Linked DNA regions of Danio rerio: region 2 is linked to region 1. The links are chromatin contacts, called in public HiCAR-type maps. All regions are on one chromosome and are shown on one strand. Each heading gives the region's core, a stretch centred on a gene start, on an enhancer-like site or on the middle of the called end of the contact. The rest is flanking DNA. Distances are from core to core; before and after follow the strand shown. Region 1 overlaps LOC141380320 (a long non-coding RNA gene). Region 2 overlaps LOC141380320 (a long non-coding RNA gene).

Evidence for each region. HiCAR-type assays count read pairs that join an accessible place to other places.
Region 2: a contact with region 1 is called in a HiCAR-type map of caudal fin, with 4 times the contacts expected there. The contact joins two enhancer-like sites. A contact is called at or near these places in 5 of 18 Hi-C or Micro-C datasets (caudal fin, embryo and skeletal muscle) and 1 of 4 datasets of contacts at active chromatin or transcription factors (caudal fin).

Annotation. Positions count from the first base shown.
Region 1 is chr22:20,864,840-20,871,670 of GRCz12tu, forward strand. The region is part of intron 1 of LOC141380320 (a long non-coding RNA gene); the gene reads left to right. Among named protein-coding and RNA genes, the nearest start is that of ssbp4, 9.5 kb to the left of the region's middle. Within about 2 kb of position 5,327, at least 11 of the 62 cell types and tissues checked have an H3K27ac peak or open chromatin away from gene starts, as enhancers often do. A contact at or near this core is called in caudal fin, where this site is marked.
Region 2 is chr22:20,936,224-20,943,542 of GRCz12tu, forward strand. The region is part of intron 1 of LOC141380320 (a long non-coding RNA gene); the gene reads left to right. LOC137488923 (a long non-coding RNA gene) reads left to right here. Exons shown (of 5, transcript XR_011008218.2): 1 at 1-236; 2 at 413-532; 3 at 744-964; 4 at 5,742-5,836; 5 at 6,356-7,226. It overlaps tmem59l (transmembrane protein 59-like), which reads right to left. Exons shown (of 8, transcript NM_213337.2): 8 at 7,164-7,319. Among named protein-coding and RNA genes, the nearest start is that of tmem59l, 23 kb to the right of the region's middle. Within about 2 kb of position 4,633, at least 6 of the 62 cell types and tissues checked have an H3K27ac peak or open chromatin away from gene starts, as enhancers often do. A contact at or near this core is called in caudal fin, where this site is marked.

The sequences.
Region 1 (6,831 bases), core at 4,077-6,576:
TCAAGCTGTGAAAATCATAATAATCAGACAAATCTAATAATTCTAAATGTGAAATTCAGACGATATGCTCAGCCAGACCAGTGGATTGAGCATGTAACAGAGAGAGGAAACAACCGGAATCAGGCACAGAAATGACCGTTCGTGTGACTCAAGGCTGACTCACGCAGCCTCTGATCTTTCACACTCTGAAGTCCAGCAGACATTATTTATTGCTGTGGAATAAGACGCTTAAGAAGGGATCTTTAAGAGAGACCGTGCGACTAAATGCAGAGATTCAGTCAATGGCTTGGTTACAGTGCTGCTGCTATTTGTTACTGTGGCAAGACAGGGAAAACCATGCTTTGTGTTTTACACACACACACACACACACACACACACACACACACACACACACACACACACACACATATATATATATATATATATATATATATATATTTTTTTTTTTTACTTTAATTGGAAATAAATATTTTTGGAATAAATAGATAAAGATAAAAATGAAATAAAAAAAAGGTTTTGCATTTAATTCTTCTATGAATATCTAGAAGATATTCTGTCAATCTCACGCTCCATCCTTCTCTCATTCAAGAACAAAACCCCAAAATACTTAAACTCCTTGACATGGGTTAAGAACTTTCCTCTAACCTAGAGATGGCAAACTACCTTTTTCCAGTGCTGATTCTCATCCCAGCCACATATAAATAAAATATATATATTCAGAGAATATGTTCACATCCAAGTGAATGTATGTCTGTCACACCACTGTTATTTGACGCCATCTTATTATTAATTAATATGTAGGTTAGTGTATGCTCCATTCAGCTGTTTTCATTTTGTACATTTTCAATAATAAAACTAGTATGGCTCAGAACAATGTTTTGTGTTCAATTTTTTATGTTTTGAGGCAAGTAGTCCTGTAATAAAGGCATAAAAAAAAGCACTTCAGTCTTATACAGCAAACTGCTGATAAGTCTATTAGGTTTTATTCTATGATACCAACTGACTGGTTGTGCTTTATGCCTTACCTAATAATTTTTCTTCAGGTTAGTTCTTTATTTATCAGTGGTTGCTACAGCGGAATGAACCACCAAGTATTCCAGCATATGTTTTACGCAGCGGATGCCCTTCCAGCCACAACCCAGTACTGGAAAACACCCATACTCTCTCACACTCATACACTATGGCCAATTTAGCTTACCCAATTCACCTGTACCGCATGTCTTTGGACTGTGGGCGAAACCTGCACCTGTAGGAAACCCACGTGAACACAGGAAGAACATGTAGACTCCACCTAATGCATTAGTTAAATTAAGTGGCTTTTAGCATTATTTGTGTCCAAATAAACACATTAGTATGTTTCTAGAAAGAGTTTTATTGTATGTTTATGTATATTTATGATCACAAAGACAAAATAATCATGAATGTTCTAATATATTTGTGACGTCACGGTGGCGCAGTGGGTAGCACAATCGCCTCACAGAAAGAAGCTGGTTCGAGCCTCGCCTGGGCCAGTTGGCATTCCTGTGTGGATTTTGCATGTTCTCTCCGTGTTCGCGTGGGGTTCCTCCGGGTGCTCCGGTTTCCCCCACAAGTCTAAAAACATTGGTATAAGTGAATTGGGTAAGCCTAATTGGCCGTATAGTGTATGTGCGTAAACGAGTGTGTATGGATGTTTCCCAGTAATGAGTTGCAGCTGGAAGGGCATCCGCTGTGTAAAATATATGCTGGATAAGTTGGCAGTTCATTCCGCTGAGGCGACCCCCGATTAATAAAGGGACTGAGCCAAAATGAAAATGAATAAATGAATAATATATTCGTAATATTCTTGTCCTCGTAATCTTGAATATCGTGAAGGATGTTGGAGTGCAGGATAGTTGTTTACCTCTGTCAGATTCAGCACAGGAACCTCAATCTTGATGTTTCTGTCTCTTTAAGAGCTGGAGGTCTGTGTGTCTCTGTGGGCTGATGTGTGTGTCCCGTCACAGAAACACTGCATGAGTGGGTGAACACTGAAGAAGAAAAAATGACAAAAGACAAAAAAGACAAGACACTGCAGGTGAACAGGTAAATAAAAAAATATAAAATAAATAATGTTTATCACCATGATACTAAGTAGATTGGATATATTAGGAATTGAAATTTTTTTTTTCAAAAAAGCTATTTTTAAATATGCAAATGAGGCCGTATTATATTAAATATGCACTAATTTGCATATATTTCTAGCACAAACATCTGAAGTTTGGATGAAGTCAGGTTCAAAATTCTTGATTTATTTTTTTGACATATTAGAGTCAATGTTCTTTTCTTATTTGGTAATCTTCTTTTATCACTTCATAATTCACAGAATACTACAAACAGTAAAAATACAGTAAAAAAATTACAATTTATGTGTGTAAAAAGTTAAATGTTTAAAAATTATTTAGTGCGGCAGTGTCTTATGGATAATATAGTCTTATGGAAAAATATCCTCATATTTTGCTCTGCAAAGCAATAATTCACATAAGGATAAAGCAAATAAAGCAAATTTCCAAATATAATTCATCATGACCATGTTTCCTTTTCTTTTTTGTGCTTTCTTTTTTCTTATTAGATTCTCATATATTTTAAAATATAATTTTTCCATTAACATAATGAAACCATTATGAGCTTTCTTTGCATCATAAGGAATATATATATTATAGATATAAAATAGAATAAAAGTAAATTCATAATTTTTCGCATAATTAATCATGCTAAAGTGGCTCTTTCCCCCATACTGTATAAAATAATGACAATTTTGGGCAATAGACAGATGAGCAGATGAATAAATTTGTTATATATATTATAATTATAATTGGTTTTATATATATACATTTTATTTTCGGCTTAATCCCTTTATTAATATGGGGACGCCACAGTGAAATGAACCGCCAACTTATATATTTGCTGAGAAAACCTAATAAAAGTCATTGAAAAATTTTTAATAATCATAAATTATCCTAGTTTTGTTTTGTTAGATTTTTCTGTTTGTTAGTTTTTTTGTTGCTTGTTTATTTTTATGACACTAATGAGAAATGCACATTTTTACGTTACTACACTGTAATTACAATTAATGAGAAGGAAATGTTAACGAAATTAATTAGATATGAAATATGAACAAAAAAGGAATTATTTATAATATTACCCAAGAAAAGCCATTCAAGAAAATGTAATACAATAAACAGATTTCTTACAGTACAAGAAATGACTATTAATTTACATAGAATTTATTTATTTATTTACAGTACAGTAATAAATTAAACTTGAAAATGTAAAATATGAATACGAGGAATTGCAATGTATGCAGACTAATTCGTATGATTAGTGCAAATAATATTTGATCTGGAAAGACAATAAAGATATAAATAAAGATGTGAATAATTAATCACATTAAATTACCATTTTAATCAGACAGGCTTTATTTATTTACAGTAATAACAATTACATATTTTTTTAATTACTGTATTACAGTAATTAGATTAATTAAGTGGGAAAAGCCAAGAAAATGCTGATTAAAAATGCTATTTGATCCTTATTTGTTCAGATTTTTGTTTATATTTTGTAATGGTATAATCCTTTTTTGACATTTTAATTGCACTACAGTAATAAGAAGGACATATTTTAAATTTTACATTAAATTCTTACAATAATGAGATTAAGGGTACATTATGCAGATTAGTCAACATTATATTACACATTAACATCAAAATCTTAAAAAATTATTAATACATTTTTCAGAGATGGGTTTTCCCAGAGATGGGTTGCAGCTAAAAGGGTATCTGCTGTGTAAAAACTTGCTGGATAAGTAATCGGTTCATTCAGCTGTGGCGACCCCGGAATAATAAAGGGACTAAGCCAACAAGAAAATGAATGAATGAATAAATGAATGAATAATTAATCAAGCTAAATTAGCAGATTAAATTGTATAAAAATTGGATAATGAATAATCAATCGAATGAATTAATGAATGGTTGGTTGAATTAATGAATGAACGGTTGATTGAATGAATGAATGAATGAATGAATGATGAATGAATGAATGAATGAAAAAATAAATGAATGTTGGCTGGTTAGTTGGTTTAATAAAGGAATGAATGGTTGGTTGGTTGGTTGATTAATTGGATAGCTGATTTATTGCATGAATGAATGAATGGATGAATGGATGAATGAATGAATGAATGAATGAATGATCAATCATTAATTAATAATTAATTAATGGTTCGTTGATTGGTTGGCTGGATGGTTGAATGATTGGTTGATTGATTGATTGAATTAATTAATTAATTGTTGGTTGGTTTAATGAATTAATGAATGAATGAATATTGGTTGGTTGGTTGAATGAGTGGTTAATTGATTGGGTAAATAAATTAAAATAAATTAATGAATGGTTGAATGAATGAATGAATGAATGAATGAACGAACGAGAAGTTGATTGATTGATTGACTGATTGATTGATTATATGAATGAATGAATGAATGTTGGTTGAATCAATGAAGGGATGAATGGTTGGTTGACTGGTTGGTTGATTGAACCAACAAACAATTGATTGATTGATTGATTGATTGATTGGTTGGTTGGCTGGTTGGTTAGTTTATTGGTTGGTTGCTTGGTTGGTTGAATGAATAGTTGGTTGAATGAATGAATGAATGAATGAATGGTTGATCAATTGATTGATTGATTTAATTAATTAATTAATAAATGACGTGTTTGTTGAATGATTGGTTGATTGAATAAATGAGTGAGTTAATGAAAGAACAAATGAAGGGTTGATTGAATGATTGGTTGATTGAATAAATGAATAAATTAATGAATGGTTGGTTGATTGAATGAATGAATGAATGAATGAATGAATGAATGAAGGTTAGTTGGCTGGTTGAATGAATGAATGAGTTGCTGGTTGATTGGTTGGTTGAATGAATTAATGAATTAATGGATTGGTTGTTTGATTGATTGATTGATTGATTAATTGATTTCAAGCAGAACGTTCAATTAAAATCTAAATACCAAAATAAAAGGCATGAGCAGGCTGTGTTCTGTGTGTGTGTGATTCATTGAAGCGTTGGACACAGTGCCACTGAAGTGAATGAAACCTCAACCACATGTTATTGACTCAAGGCCAAATGCTATGACATCACCGCACACTGACTGATGTACATCATCATCATCATCGTCACCATCATCACCAGTTCCTGTATTCGCTGTTCACTGGTGCAAAATATCTCAATGGCTCGCATTATTCCGGTCTCTCTCCTTTCTTCTCCTCTTTCTGTCTCGCACAAAACCACCCACGTGTGTTCGCTTGCCAAACCTGCTTGCCCACACAGACGTGTGTTCAGTCTGAACCCCCCTAACAATCCCATGATCCTGTGTGCTTACAAGCCTCCAGCGATGCTACTGCAGCTGACCCATGTGTGTGTGTGTGTGTGTGAGCGCGCGCGTGTGTGTGTATGAGAGAGAGTGAGTGTGTGTGAGTGTGAGATTTGTGTTTCTGTGAGTACGCTTGTGAGAGCATGAAAGAGTGTTTGTGTGTGATTGAGTGTAAGATGTGTGTGTGTGTGTGTCTGAGATGTAGATGTGTGCATAAGTGTGAAAGTGTCTGTGTGTTTGAGTAAAAAATGTGTGTCTGTGTGTGTGTGTATATGTGTGTCTGTGTCTATGTGAGTGTTTGTAAAAGTATGTGTATCTGTCTGTCTGTGTTTGAGTGTAAAGATGTACCTGTGCATGTTTGTGCGTGTGTGTGTGCACGTGTGTGAGGGATGTGGGTGTGTCTTTGAGTGTAAGATGCGTGTGTGTCTGTGTGTGTGTGTGTGCTTAAGTGTAAGATGCGTGTGTGTCTGTGTGTGTGTGCTTGAGTGTAAGATGCGTCTGTGTATATGTGTGTGTTTGAGTGTAAGATGTGTGTGTGTGTCTGTTTGTCTGTGTTTGAATGTATAATGTGTGTCTGTCTATCTCTCTATATGTGTGTGTCTGAGTGTGAGTGATACAGAGTAAGAGAGAGTGTGTGAGACAAAATGAGAGTGTGTCTGTGTTTGTATGTGTGCAAGTTAGATTGTGTGTCAAGAGTAAACGTGTGTGAGAGTGTGTGTGATATGTGTGTGAGAAAGATTGTTTTTATGTGAGTGTGTGCGTGTTTTTTTGTGTGAGTTTGTGTATTTGTCTATCTGCAAGTCTGTATGAATCAGTGTGTGTCTGTCTGTGCATGTGTGTGTGTGTGTGTGTGTGCGTGTGTGTGTGTGTGTGTGTGTGTGTGTGTTTGTGTGTGTTAAATCTCACAGAATGAAGTATTTGTCAAATGTAAACCTGCAGATGTTTCTGAGGGTTGAGTTTAGGGAAGAGGACAGAATACACCGTCTGTACAGTATAAAAATCACTATGTCTAGGGGAAGTCCCCATTAAGTATGAAATCACATAGTGTTTGAGTGTGTGTGGTGCATATGTGTGTGTAGGGGGCTCTTGGAGTGGAAAAGGATTTAAGCAGACGGGTAATGGAGACTGACACATCAGGGATCAGACAGTCTGGTCGGAAACGGACTGAGCTACAGACGAAAGTAGAACAGAACCTGTCAGTTTTGGAGGCAGAAGCTGTGATGCATATTCATTCATTTATTTTCCTTCGACTTAGTCTCTTATATATGAGGGGTCACCACTGCCAACTATTCCAGCATATGTTTTACGCAGCGGATGCCCTTCCAGCTGCAACCCATTACTGGGAAACACACATACACTCTCAAATTCATACACACACACTCATACACTAAGGCCAATTTTGTTTACCCAATTCACCTATAGTGCATGTCTTTGGACTGTGGGGGA
Region 2 (7,319 bases), core at 3,383-5,882, 71 kb after region 1:
GTGACGTCACGCGTCGTTAAACTCATGAATTATGCATATTGTGCATATTCATGAAATTAAAACGTTTTATAAGCATTTTGTTTTTTTCTAGTGTTGTAAAACCCAAGATTCGTGCAGCCATGAACGTGAATTAACATTAGAATAATATTTAAATATACAAATATCTAGTGCTTAACCTTGAACATACACAAGATGACCTCTTTGCAGAAACGTGTTTTCATTCTATTATTAAAAAGGTAATTAATCATGTTCACAATTTACAAAAGTAGTGTCATCCATACACTTTGATGTACAAAAAATTAAGCATAACTATTTGAAATAATATACTTAATGTTTAATTGATTTGCCTTTATTTGGCTTATGGTGTTATTCTTCATTTGTATGTGTGTTTTTATTATTTTTTTATATTTAGGCTGAGAGATGTTTGAAGGCTGGGAAAAATGGCATGCAGAAGTTTACAATGAACGAATTTCAATTATTATGCTTGATAACTGCTGTCTTACCAATGTACAGTACATCCCCAAACAGTAAGGTAAAACAAACACACCAAAAATGTTAGTCTCATATCTTATGCATATTTGGTGGTCCATAAATGACCGCATTTGTAAAACACCCAGAAAGCACCTACTTATGCATACATGAGGTGATTATGGAAAATTGGCGATATCACATTCATACCACTTAGTTTCTGTCTCACTGTTTTTCTCTCTCCCTCCCTTTCATTATTCTGTTCGCTTCTACAGGCATGGTTATTTTCACAGGCCCCTGTGTGGCAGCAGGTTTGGCTCTTCAATGCACTGCGGGCTGACTTTACCAGCAGGCTGGGACTGATAAGGAAGTCGTATATGGTTGAAGCGGAGCTCTAGCCCAAAGACAGTCTCCACACCTCGGCGGCAATAAAGATAGTACTCAAACTTGGCTCCACTGCGCCCCCTGTGGTAGCGGATTGGAAAGACAAGCGCAGGTTTGAACTGTGACACAACATGATTGACTTGTTAGTCACACAACACTTATTTTGAGTTATAGCACGTCACGTCGGAGTCACTTCAGGTTAGTGATAAGAATCAGTGACTTGGAATGAATGCCATAAAATAACATCCATATGAGCAAACAACTGTGCTTTCACACATTCTCCAGTTTGGAACTGCATGAGGGTGAGCAAATAATGCCAGTATTTTCATTTTGGCTAGCATGCTGGTATCACAGTCCCCCATAATCCCTCCCAAATCTTCATCGACATTCATCATACCCAGGTGTGGCGAGCCACTCTTATTCAAGTCTTCATCAAGTGCAGTGCACTGTGGGATAGGACCTGATTTCTGCGTAGGGGGGGACAAACAGAGCAGAACAGGGCTCACGTAGGGTTGTTATTAGCTTTGTGCGTTAGCATTGAGTCAGATGCTTCGGGAACTGACCATGTGAGTCATACGCAAACAAATCTATCTTTAGTTGGGTTTCTGTAGTCCCCCAGCAAACCTATTGTGTGGCATCGCAGTCCCGTCGACTATGTTAATGTTTGCACAGCAGCACAATGCTCTCTATCTGATATCCTCATCTGCTGCCTATCAGGTTAATACTAAACTCAGGTGACGAGATGGACCAGATAATGAGTAAAAAGCCATGACTGAGGTCAACAAAAGACATAAGACATATGCGTTAAAAGAATAAAGCCATTATGCTGTGAGTGTTTTTTGTTAGACATGTAAAAAAAGTTTTTAAAGTAGCTTAGATGTACAAAATATCTTCATTTTCATTGCACTATAGATTGGAAACACACAAGTGTGTGTTTTTTTGGGGGGGTGAACAATAGACTCTGCTGGGTTGTTTCAACCCAGTTTTAGATAAAATAAGAACAAATCCAGTAGCTGGGTTACCTGTTTACTAAATTTAGAGGACCAAATTTAAATGAACCAAAATTAAAAAAAAACAGCATTTTTAGGAAGAACATCCAGCTCATTTGCATATTGTAAACAAAAGGTTATATTGTATTTATTTTCTATACTGCTGTATGAAATACTTGATTCCAATTGGTCTACATCAATGGCAACATTGTACACTACCTGACAAAAGTCTTGTCACTTATCCAAGTTTTAAGAACAGCAAATAATAACTTGACTTCTAGTTGATCATTTGGTATCAGAAGGGGTTTGTATGAAAGGCAAAGGCCTCTAGATTACACTTATTTTACCAAAATTAAATATGACCATGTCTTGATTTTTAATTATTTAATTAGGACTTTAAGGTCTGACTTTGCTTAGACAAAAGTCTTGTCACTTAACAGAAATAATGTATAGAATATAAAGACATGGTGCAGTGGAGAAACAATTAATATGATTCCCTTGAGCTTGGAGGACTACATCCATACATCTCTGCAATGACTCAAATATCCAATTTATAAAGTCATCTGGAATGGCAAAGAAAGTGTTCTTGCAGGACTCCTGGAGTTCATCAAGATTCTTTGGATTCATCTTCAATGCCTCCTCCGTCTTACCCCAGACATGCTCAATAATGTTCATTCTGGTGACTGGGCTGGCCTATCCTGAAGCACCTTGACCTTCTTTGCTTTTAGGAACATTGTTGTAGAGGCTGAAGTATGAGGAGTGCTATGCTGCTGGAAAATTTGCCCTCTCCTGTGGTTTGTAATTTGCCATCCTCTCTGCAAATCTCTCGCAAGACCCTATACTGAATGCAACACCAAACCATGATTTTTCCTTCACCAAACTTGACAGATTTCTATGAGAATCTTGGGTCCATGTGGGTTCCAATAGGACTTCTGCAGTATTTGTTATGATTGGGATGCAGTTCAACAGATGACTCATCAGAAAAAAAATCTACCTTCTGCCAATTTTCCAAATGATCAACTAGAAATCAAGTTGTTATTTGTTTCTCTTACAACTGGGATTGACAACAAGATTTTTGTCAGGTAGCGTATTTAGGTGTAAATATTTCTGTGAATGATGATGTCCAAATTATTATCCACTAAAGAGTACATGCATGGATGAGGTCAAAACCTGTAATTTCACCTCTGGTTCCTTTGAAATTTAAGTTTTAAATAAGGTTGGTGGCAATCATATTGATATTTTAAGATTTTGATTTAAAACTTTAAATCATACACCCTATATGATACCTGGTTGGTTACTCGAAACGCACATTAACAAAAACAAACAAACAAAACAAAAGATTCAAAATTAGGGTTTTGTGCTTTTTTTTTTTTAAATGCTTTTGATATGTGCAGTGTCAACTCACACACTTATAAGAAGAATACAAGTGCAGGAAATAGTAGAACTGCTTACACTCCAAAGCAGTTTGTTGATGATTTCAGTAAAAACAAACACAAGATTTTAGTATTAAGCCTCACACATTTAGGGTTAAGTGTTTGCTTTAAGAATAAGGTGGATAAGCCAGGCTTCTGTCACTTTGTGACGTGGTCAGATTTTGTTATTTTTTATCAAAACAGATGATACACTTCAAATAGGTTGTTTCAAAATAAATATGACTCAGAAATGGACCAACCCAAATGTTGAGTTAAGATTTTATTTAAACCCAACGGTAAACAGTTGGGTTTGTACAAATGAAACCCAGATTTTAAAATCAAGTATTTTTTTGAGTGTTGCCCTCATAAAAAATCTGTTTAATCTATTGCAATTAATAGTAAATACTATAATCTTTTTGTACCATACTATAGTAAAGTGCATTATACAGTGTAAATATTATATTTATAACTCTGTTAATGAATGCTGTCTACAACACACTGTAGTATGAACTACAGTAAACTGTTAAATTGTAAAAAAAATAAATGTAGTATAGCCTATACGTTTTTACTAGAGTAAACTGTGGAGTGTTGTTGTATAATATACCCTAAATTTATGGAAAACTGCATTATTTGGTCATTTGTTTAGATTACTACAGTTGTTGTGTACAATAGGCAACTACAGAATAACCACATCAGGTTAATGCAAGTACTTTACTATATATGGTTCAAAACACTATATTAAGTACGTATTACTATAGTATTTTATATATATATTTTTTGTGGATATTGATTTCCAAAAATGCAAACTCTCAGATTCTTTTAATTATTCATAGATTACAAAAACAGTTAAAATTATGGTACTACTAATTTGTAAACCATCATTTACCGCTTGTAGTTCAACTGGTTTGATTATTTTAAATTCTTTTTTTCATTTACTTTTAATAATGTTTCCACCATCATATTATTGTGGTTTGATGCCTTAACGCCGCCTACTATGGTGTTGGTAGTTGGTAATGCCACAGTTTGTCAGAACACTGGCTATTTTTCGGAAAAATACAAGAATATACTGAAAAGCATAACCTTAGAGCACGTAAGTAGCCTGTAATAAACCAAAGGTGTATTTTTTTTTCTGTGTGAGAATACAAAGGTAAGATTATAATATAATTTTAATTAAAACAATGGCGCACATATTTTATGAGCAGTCATGGAATAAACAGCATAGTATACAGTCAGGTGGTCATAATCACAAAGTAAACCACAACTGGCAGTTACAAAATTCCTCAGAGGTACTTTAATAATTCTCTCTTACGCACCTTTTCATATTTGTTGTAATTCATCATCGATACAGAAATGACTCGTTTTTATTAGTTGGCTCAGTTGGGAACTGTTCTATCACACAGCCGATGGGAGAAGAGAAAAGGAGAGAGAGGGAGAGTGTGTGTGTGACAGGGTGTTAAATTTGAAGGAAGCTATTTTTGAAGAACAGTCTGCTGGACATCTCGCCTAAAAATGTGCCGCTGACCTTCACAGGTTCGCACCTGCTTCACAGCACAGGTGGTTTGTTTTTGGAAAATACCTGTAAACGGTAAGATATGCGGTGTAGAAGTAAAAAAGTTCTAAGGGACAATGCTAGAAATGAATTTTGGCAATCCAATACGCAATGGTGGGGATAAATTGAGTATATAATCAGTGATTTATTTAACGTACGTGTAATAAGATAATCCTTGTGCGTCTACTGTAATCTCTAGGTGGAAGTGCGCTATCTAGTGGCCATAGTGTGATTGTGCACGTATTTACGCTGACAAAAACATAAAAATCAAGCCTTGTGAAGTTTCCTTTCTAGGAAACATAATTTCTAATTATTAGAATTTTGTTTAAAAATGTTCATACATTTATGAAAAATGTTACTTGGCAAGTAATACCAGTTATAATACACAGCCAATTCTTTTGGAGTTAAATACGTCTCTCTCGTGCCCCCTTGTGGTTAATTAATTATTACAATTACGGTTAAAGGAATTGTTCCGCAAAAAATAAAATTTACTCACCTTTTACTCATCCTCAAGTGGTTATAAACATTTAAGAGTATACAAATACCATGGTCATTGGTTAAAGTTTTCTAACTTTCTTTAAAATATCTTCTTTTGTATTTAACAGAAGAAAGAAACAAATGTTAAAAGTGTGGCGATGAATGCGTCTTAAGTTACACTGAATTGCCTTTTCCAAACAAGCTTGCTGAAATATACAACCATTAATTAATTACTTTAAAATTACAATTTGTTATAATTCAGTGTAAACTTTTTTATTCCACTGGGCTATGATTACACACAGTATGCACAGAACAATATTTTAACAATGATATACATTCAAATTTTGGACCTACAGAGACAAATTCATATATAATACATTTTAAATTTAATATGTTTTGTTGTAAAATATATGATTAAACATTTACCTGGTTAAATTAAATTTCCAAAATTTCAATTTGCAGTTAATCACCCCAAGGCCATCTGAGATGCAAGTGCCTTTTTCTACAGTAAAACATCACAGACAATTTTGTTGAAATTGTTATCCTCGGTAATTCAAGTAAGTTCGTTTCCATCTTTTTAGGTTGTGACATCTAATAGATAAATACAACACATCAGAGTCGTTTTAAATGTTATCCATGCTCTTCCATGCTGTATATAATAGTGTTTAGTGGCCATTTTAAGTGCAGAAATTTATCGTAAAACCCATACACCACCAGTGGGGTGTTTTAAGAAAGAGTTAAAAACAAATTAAAATAAAATATATATATATATATATACTATACTTTAGATTTTTAATTTCTAAACTCAAATCTCAGACTTTTGTTGGCTGCCAAATGCACATTTTTGTCAAATTCTTGACAACCTCTGACTCGACATATGACGCATGACAAGTATTCGTAGTGGATGTTATGGTGATACCAAGCCAACTAGTATGTGGTAAACAAACATGTGTTAAGTAGACCCTGTGAGACATGCCACAAGTATTAATTTTGCAATGCCTATATATATATATATATATATATATATATATATATATATATAAATGTGTATGTGTGTGTGTGTGTGTATTTTTCAGGGTTGATTGACCAATTTCCATTCCTGTGACAATAAATGAAATATTTTATTTACTTTACTCTTTGATTTCCATGTGCGAGGAAAGGTCTATAAAACCACTGACTGTGCATCTACTTTGACTTTACTTTTAGGCTATATGTAGATAGAAACTCCTATCTACACTATTGATGCTGTAGATCAGCCGCAGCCAGACTGCTGACTAAATATAGACTGCTTTGCGCAATTACGTATTCGCAGTGGTATGAACCACTATCGGGGTGGTCAAATGTCAAATGCATATTATCTGTTTTTTAGTTATTAATATTCTTATTTAAGATCAAACCATTTCTCGCTATTTAAATGGCTGACCACCCTAAACATCTTTCAGACGAGTCAAGGGTCATTAGGGGAGTCAAACTGCCACAAAACCCTGTAATTAGCAACTATATTTCCAATAGTATCTGGATGCGGCCTTGATGATGCAAGCTGAGACTGCATATCTCAGTGATGCAATGTCAGACACAATGCACTTAACAGTGCTACTGAAGTAACTATGAAGTGTGGGGTTAAGTGAGCGCATTAAAAAGCATTGGATGCAGCTCAGATTGCCCTCTCCATAGTTCTGGAAGCTGTTGAATTGCATTTGATAAAATCACCAATGATCATGCTTAAAACTTTTTTGCATATTCCACTTATGAAAAAAAATCCCATACATTATGGATGGCCTAAATGAAAGTAAACGAACAGTTAAAGTAATGTTTTTGTGAGATCAATGTCCTTAAAATTTCTGCAACTGAACGATCTGAACAGAAACTGGACCCACAGCAGCATAATTACAACATGAAAACACTTTATTTGTCCGATATTATGGAGTTTCTTTTGGGAAACTATTCAAAAGAAAGAAATAAAAAGATATTACCGACTTGTATTTCATACAGTAACGATGTACCAGTAGATATTAAATGGAAGGAATCTCACCTCTTCTT